Linked DNA regions of Gossypium arboreum: region 1 is linked to region 2. The links are chromatin contacts, called in public Hi-C maps. All regions are on one chromosome and are shown on one strand. The core of a region is the stretch at or near the end of the contact, and the rest is flanking DNA. Distances in the headings are between cores, read along the strand shown. Region 1 holds the start of LOC108462989 (G-type lectin S-receptor-like serine/threonine-protein kinase SD2-5). Region 2 holds the start of LOC108486307 (adenine phosphoribosyltransferase 5-like).

Region 1 (3,805 bases), core at 515-3,014, 810 kb before region 2:
ACTATCATACAAACAAAAAGGAACTATGTTGGGAACAGTTGAACTACAACTGTCCTCCCAAGAAACCGTTATCTAGGACCAGAAAGTCGAACAGCTGAAAGATAATCACCATCGTTGAACTCCGATAGTGCTGAGGCTGAAACTGTGCCATCTCCAATCACGCCTGTCGATTCAAATAAACTCCAATAAAGCCGAGAACCTAACGGAGAAGACATTGGTGGTTTTGGAACAGGGAAGAGACCTTCTAGCATTTGAACAACTTTGTTCATTGATGGCCTTAAATGCATATCTTCCTGTATGCACCATAATGCAACTTTGATAGCAGTGTAAATGCTCTCCTCCTTGCCTTCTATGCTCAGCCGTGGATCAAGGATTTCGATAAGCTTCCCTAACATCTTGAAAGCGAAGGATGGAAAATACGATTTTTATGAACATTCGGAGGGGTCAAAGTTTTTCCTTCCCCCGATGATCTCCAGCAGCAGCATGCCATAGCTGTAAACGTAGCTATTCTCTGATATTGCGTAGCTTATAATCCATTTGGAGGTGATGGATACATCCGATAATGCCAACTTCAGCTCGAAATTCTTTTGTCCCTTGACCAATACCTTTCAATTTCTTCATAGCAAGCTGAGTTCCATCGGGAAGTGTTCCTTGGTACACCGAGCTGAATCCTCCCTCTCCGAGCTTAACAAAGAAGTTATTCGTAGAAATTTGAAGGTCGTTATAAGTGAACCGAGTAGGCATTCCAGTTAAACCCTCAAAGAAGGTATCCTCTTCTAAAATGTCACCAGGAGATTCTAGCATTGCTCTCTTTCTCTTATAGTATCTCAATGACAAAAAGTAAGACTAAAATGAAAACTATAGTAGAAACCACTATAATCACAACATATGGGAAGGCTCTTGTCCCTTTTGCACCCTCTCCACCATTTTCATTTCTCGACATCACAAAAGCAACCAAATTGGACCTGTGTTTAGATCTCTGAAAGCTCCCAACGTCATTAAACAAGAAACAATCCCTCGAACTGTTGTCATAGAACATAACTATATAGTGGCAACTACTAACACAAGATGCTTTGCAGCCACTCAGATCGATTTTCAATGAAGGAGAAACATAGCCAAGTGTGAAATAATCGAGGCCGGTTCCTACATCTATAAGAGCTACATCACCATCCTTTCCATTATCACAATGGGAAGCAATGCCAGTTTTGCAAGTGCTCGGGCTAAGCTCCAACGAACACTGGCACTTAGTGTTTCCTACCAAATCGGAGCAAACAAAATAAGGCATAAAAGCTTCAGGTGTACCACACGGATCATCGGGAACTTTTGAAGTTCCCGAAGACCCTTTTGCATTTAGATTGAAGAACCTTATAAACCCATCACTTCCCAACACTGCGATCCAAGTTGCTTTCACATTTACATCAACCAAATCCGAGATACTAAACTGCCACAACAACACTTTGCTTTCATCGAAGAACCTCCACGAATTCCCATCAATAGAAGCAAAAGCCACCTTCCCACCGTTTTTGTCAATGTTCCTTCGAGCATCTTTTCCCATCGACCAATAGGGCTGTGGATTCGAGTAACTGGCGGAGAGAACCATGTTGCCATGCTCAATTTTGAGGACATAACTCAAGCTATTAGGATTAGGATTGCTTACAAGCTTCATCCCTTGTTTAAACATGGGGTATTCGAAGGATGACCAAAGCTCTCCCACATTACTTTCCCATCACCCCTTTGGAAAACCAAATTCCCTGAATCCTGCATGATAGAGTTTATATAGATTTAGTTGATGCAGTTAGGTAGTTAGTACGAAGCTGTTAATACAGCTTGCATTTGTTGAAGAGTTGTTACAGTGAAATTATTCTAGTGTTCTATAAATACTACATGTACAAATGAATTCGATAAGCAAGGTTTTCAATTCAATATACAGCATCAGAATTAGTTCTTCATTTTCTCTATATTAAACACTGGTTAAGTATAGTTTCTTGCATGGTATCAGTCGCTATGTGATCTTGGTGTTATGGCTGCCACAAAATCTGCTGACTCTGTTGCGGTTGATGGTGGTTGTACTGCTTTCACTGGTGAAAAGGTCGTCAACTCTTTTCCTCGGCATGATCTTGTGAAACTTGATGAAGGAACCTTCATTCAATGGCAACAACAGGTACGTTTAATCTTATGAGGATATGGTCTGATAGGATTTCTAGACCGCACTTTGTCTTCGTCGGCGAGGTTTGTTCAGTCACCAGATGGTAGTCTTGCTCCCAATCCATCTGTGCTGGTTTTTATGAAACAAGATCAGTTTCTTGCATCGTGGTTGCTTTCAACGATAAGTAGCTCCTTGTTAACCTCATTTACGGACGCCAAAACGGCCTGCGATGTGTGGACAACAGCAACAAGTTTGTTCGCGGCTGACACCGGTACTACACAATCTAGGATTCGTCACGAGCTTCATTCATTAAAGGAAGGTATGCTCTCGATTAAGGATTATGATTCTCGTATAAAGAATTTGGGTGCTCTTTTGGAAACTTCAGGCACTCCTATTCTAGAGGCTGAGAAGACGGAAATTATGCTTGCCGGATTACCTCCTGAATTTGATACCATAGTCTCGTCGGTCTCTGTTTCGTTCGACTTAGTGCCGTTTCAAAAACTTGTCGATGCCTTGGTGGAGTATGAGAATCGCCAGCTAAGGGCGGTTCAAGAGGTATATTTGCACGCAAATCTCGTCGAGAGAACGCCGTCGCAAAATTTAGAAGGCTCTGTTCGTAGTGTGTGCCCTCTATTCGGTGGCCATGGGAGAGGTTTCCGGCCGCGCGTGCAATGTCAAATCTGCAACAGAGTTGGGCAACTTGCTCAGAAATGCTATTACAGATTCAATCGTGAGTTTGATGCCTCGTTAATGATGAATCAGTTGCAGTGAGATGGTGATCGGCTGCACTTGTGAATGATTTTCCAGCGCCGGCGTTTGGGCACTCTACTGGGCAATTTGGCTATGCGCCGCAAGGAATTTTTGGTGATGGTGGGGGCTGGTCTTCTTCGCAATGGTTGAAGCTCTCCCATCCAAATGGCCAACATTATTTTGCTCACAATCAACTTGGTCAAAATGGCTTCTCAAATTGCAATCCAGCTGGAGCACGTGGGTCTACAGGTATGTTTAATGTGCATCCGGAATTTCCAAATTTGAATTGGCCTGGGTATGCGTATAGGCCTGCTAAATATGGGCCAAACAGGCCGACTGCTAATGATGTTTTACATGCGCAAGCTGGGGTAAATAGGATGGATGAAAATCTTGATGTTTTTGGGCCTGAAAATTTAAATGGTGTTGGGCCAATAAGTAATTGCGTTCAAATGGGCTGTCCATTGGGTCATGGACGTCTTGTTGGACAATCCAATCGTGATAGATGTGATGCTTCAGCCTCACCTATTCCTTGGAGAACCAAACTGTGCGCTCACGTCTATACTGGTTCAGACCCGTGTATTGGTCTTCCTAGGGTCGGTGATTTGCATGCGTCTGATTTTTCAGAGTCATCTAGTTTGCATGTTAATACTACTCAGTTTGGCACTACTGATGGTGGCACAGACTCGTATATACCCTTGCCTGTTGGTTCTGCCTTTGCCTCATGGTACCTTGACTCGGGGGCTAGCAATCATGTCTGTCGTGATGTTTTAGTGCTGTGAGACTCCACTCCGTATCCAGGTATGTCTTCTCTTCTAATGAGTGATGGGACACCCGCCCCAATCTCGTGTATTGGTCATGGTATTTTAACTGCGCGCTCTAAACTACTTCGGTTGTGTTTTATGTGTACCG
Region 2 (3,820 bases), core at 859-3,358:
AAGCCAACAAAATAAAAAATCCTAAGTTTAAATCAAAACCTAGCTATAGACTATATATTAGATTAGACAAATATATTTGTTATTTTTAAAACAGAGATAAACAAAATTAATGATGCTTTTAATACATTGGTCCCTGAGTTTTGATTTTTATTTTATTTTTAAAAGTGGCAAAAAGTAATTCATAGAATCTTCTTTTTAGATTATGAGAAAGGAAATTTAAAGAGCGTTACACAATCCTAAATAATAAACACATTAGATCTTCTATTGGATTTTTCATTTTCCTAATCCTACTTTCATTTCTCCGCGCGTGTCCTTCACCAATCTAGTTGACTATTTGTCTGCAACGGTTTCAAAACCAAAACTAGCGGCTGGAAATATGGTTTTGCAATACCAAACCTTAAAACAATCAAAACGCCATCATATAATATGGATTTTTCATTTTATATATTCACATATTAATAAATTATTGGGTTTTTTTTTTTTTAGGTTGAAATGACAACCATTTGTTTAAAAGTGTTTTTATTATTTTAATAAAACTAAATATTTTTAGTGTTAATAACACATTCATTATGATATTAAATAAATTTATTTTTTTATTTAATATAAGGATTGCATAAATTTTTAATTACACCAAATGTCTCGATCTTTAACATATTTTAATTAAGTTATCAATATGTTGTTATATTAATTATGTCATTCTATTAGTTAATTGGTCAAGTCAAGTTTTGAATGTCAATTTGAATATTAAATACATGGATCATATTATAAATATGTTTGTATCTACTATATCAAGAACTTCACTTGACGTGTTAAAAAAAGACAATACTAATAAAAATTAGGCTAATTGTTTATTTTTTAATTCATGTGTTTTAAGGTCAAATTCTGCTGTTATTCCCTACACCATGTATATGTTGTGAATTTAGTTTCCATACTCTAATTTGGTTAAATTTTTGTCCATCTACTTTTTGAATTTTGAAATTTAGTCATGACCCAAACGATAGTAATCAAATCGATTAGGTAAAGTTCTACTATCAGTCCATAAGTTGTGATTTAATCCCTATTCTCCAATTTGACTATTTTTGGTCCTTTTACTTTCTGGAATTTTACAATCTAAACATGCCTCGATCAATAGTTGTTAAATCTATTAATTAAAATATTTGTTTTATTATGTTGTCAATGCATTATACATGTGATAATATATTTGCTATATAAGATTTTGGAAATAGCAAAATATAACTTAACAAATTTAACTATTGTCTTTTGGTCAAGATTATAGTTGCAAAATTTGAAAAGTACAAGAACTAAAAATGACCAAATTAAAGTATATAAACTAAATCTACAATTTACGCATAGTAGAAGGACTAATAGTATAATATATCTTTGTGTTTTAAATATGCTCAACGTTAAATTTAAACGGGTTTTTAATGCCCAGCCTAATAGCCAATCTTACGAATGTCCTTATAAATACAATATCGACACTTTGATGACTAAATTAGAGCACTTTAAACTTTGATGACCCAATTTAGAATTTGATGACCCAATTTAGAATTTAAGTCATAATTGAAGGGTGCTTGATGGAATTAACCATTTTTAATAAGGGATAAAAGCAACATTTACTCCGCAAACTTGGTAGCTTTCTCCAACTTGGTCCTTTTAACTTTTTAGTCCACATTAATCTTAAAAACTGGGCAAGTTTTCTTATTTTGACTCTTAAACTAGGATTCCAACAATGTGAGAGAATGTTTCACTATAAAATTATACCATATTATCACTTGAAAATTTATAAAAATTATATAAAATGCAAAAGATTACAAAAAAACCTAAGAAATTATAATTTTCTTTTAAAATATTTCAAATGATGACGTGACAAGTACCATGCCATTATACCTTAATGGAATACAAGTTTAGGAAACTAAAAAGGGAAAAACTACCAAGTGCTAGGACTAATGTGGATTGGGAAAAGAGTTTAAGGACTAAGATAAAAAAAATTACCAAATTCAGATACTGAAGGGTACTTTATCCCTTTAAAACAGCAAAGGAAGATTTATGTGTAAAGCGTGTTAGAAACGTGCCATTGAGAAAAGGTGATGGGTAAAAACATTAATGCCTTTTGGGGCAATGGTTCTTCTTCGGTCTGCCCAAAACATAAATAGACAACAGATTATAGTATTTAATGCACTTACCATATCCTCTCTATGTCTGTGTGTATATATATCTCAAGGATAAACATTAAACAATTGCAACTAACACAAGATTTCATCTTTTTAGTTCAATTTTAAGGAGGAAAAGCAACCCCCCCCCCCCCCCTTCTTTTATCCTCCTGCTATAAACCAAAGGCAGAGCTTTAAAAACTAGAGTGTTGAAACAAAAAAAGTTCAAAAATGGTGGAAATGTTTGCGGCTGAGAATGGACTTAAAGGAGACCCAAGGCTTCAAGCTATATCAAACGCCATAAGGGTTGTTCCTCACTTCCCAAAACAAGGTCTTTTCCCCCTCTTTTTTTTGTTTTTTTGTTTTTTATTTTCACTGAAGGACTGTGTTTTTAAAGAAGACGGTGTTTGTTTCTCGGGGAAAAAACAGGGATTATGTTCCAAGACATAACAACGTTGTTGTTGGATCACAAGGCGTTTAAAAATACGGTGGACATATTTGTCGATCGATATAAAGACATGGATATCTCTGTCGTTGCTGGTACTCGCTATCTTGTCTCTTCTTCTTCTTCTTCTTCTTCTTCTTCTTCTTAACTACTCTGTTTTTTTTTTCTTTTTCTTTTTAAATGTATTTTACTTGGTGTTTTATATATTCTTTTTAGGGAAAGAAATTAAGCAGGTCTTCAAAGCTGATTTGTGCCGATTTATTTATTTATTTATGTTCCTTAATGTTTAGAAGCAGCATTCTTTATAATTAGTTATTATTAATATTTATTATTTTTGACATGGATAATTTTCTTTTATTATTGGAAATGATGTTTTAAAAAATACAAATAAGCTTCTTCATTTATAAAGGTTACAATTAGAGTTAACTATTTGTGGACGATATTATAAAGGTTAAGTTACGTGAATCAAATTTTAAATTTGAGAGATTAAAATGATATTTTGGGCTTTTGTTTTTAAAGATAAAAACATGTTTATGTAGGAGTTGAAGCAAGAGGATTCATGTTTGGTCCAACGATTGCCTTAGCCATTGGTGCGAAGTTTGTTCCTCTGCGAAAACCCAAAAAGTTGCCAGGTACTTGTATATATACATATACACATAAATGTATAAATAATGTATACAAACAGGGGCGGTTTAGGTGGGCTGGCAGGGGTGCGTAACCTCAAAATGGAAATTTTTTATTTAAATCTTTTATAATATATAAAATTTTAAATTATTAATAGTAAAATTGTACTTTAGTCTCTTAAAAATAATAAAATTTTAATCTAATTCTCTAAAAATTATAAAGATATAAACTATTAAAATAACAAAATTACATTTTTACTATAATAAAAATATATCATTTAATTTTAGGCCTCAAAATTTTTTTAACTTTACCCCTACCTCCCTAAAACGTATTTTTGAATATGCCATTGTGCATATATATATATACATACGTGTATATGTAAATACTTATATGAATTCAAATTTTGATAAAGGAAAATGGATATTAAATTGTAAATTTTAAGAAATTAAAATATAATTTTATTTATAAATTAATTTATGATTTTATTAGTTTTGAAAGAATTCAATAAAAAACTTATTTTATTTTTAAAGGATTAAAATATAATTTTATTATATGTTAATTTATTATTTCATTGTTTATAAAGAAATTGATTTATTATTAC

Evidence for each region. A called contact is a pair of places that touch in the nucleus more often than the background predicts.
Region 1: a contact with region 2 is called in a Hi-C map of leaf, with 4 times the contacts expected there. The contact joins the promoter of LOC108462989 here to the promoter of LOC108486307 in region 2. A contact is called at or near these places in 2 of 5 Hi-C or Micro-C datasets (both in leaf).

The regions. Positions count from the first base shown.
Region 1 is chr6:102,529,166-102,532,970 of ASM2569848v2, reverse strand. LOC108462989 (G-type lectin S-receptor-like serine/threonine-protein kinase SD2-5) reads right to left here and starts at 1,764. Exons shown (of 4, transcript XM_017762918.2): 1 at 1,686-1,764; 2 at 834-1,683; 3 at 537-832; 4 at 1-535. The coding sequence starts at 1,764. The coding sequence ends at 69.
Region 2 is chr6:101,723,775-101,727,594 of ASM2569848v2, reverse strand. It overlaps LOC108486307 (adenine phosphoribosyltransferase 5-like), which reads left to right and starts at 2,108. Exons shown (of 6, transcript XM_017790292.2): 1 at 2,108-2,481; 2 at 2,580-2,690; 3 at 3,135-3,227. The coding sequence starts at 2,382.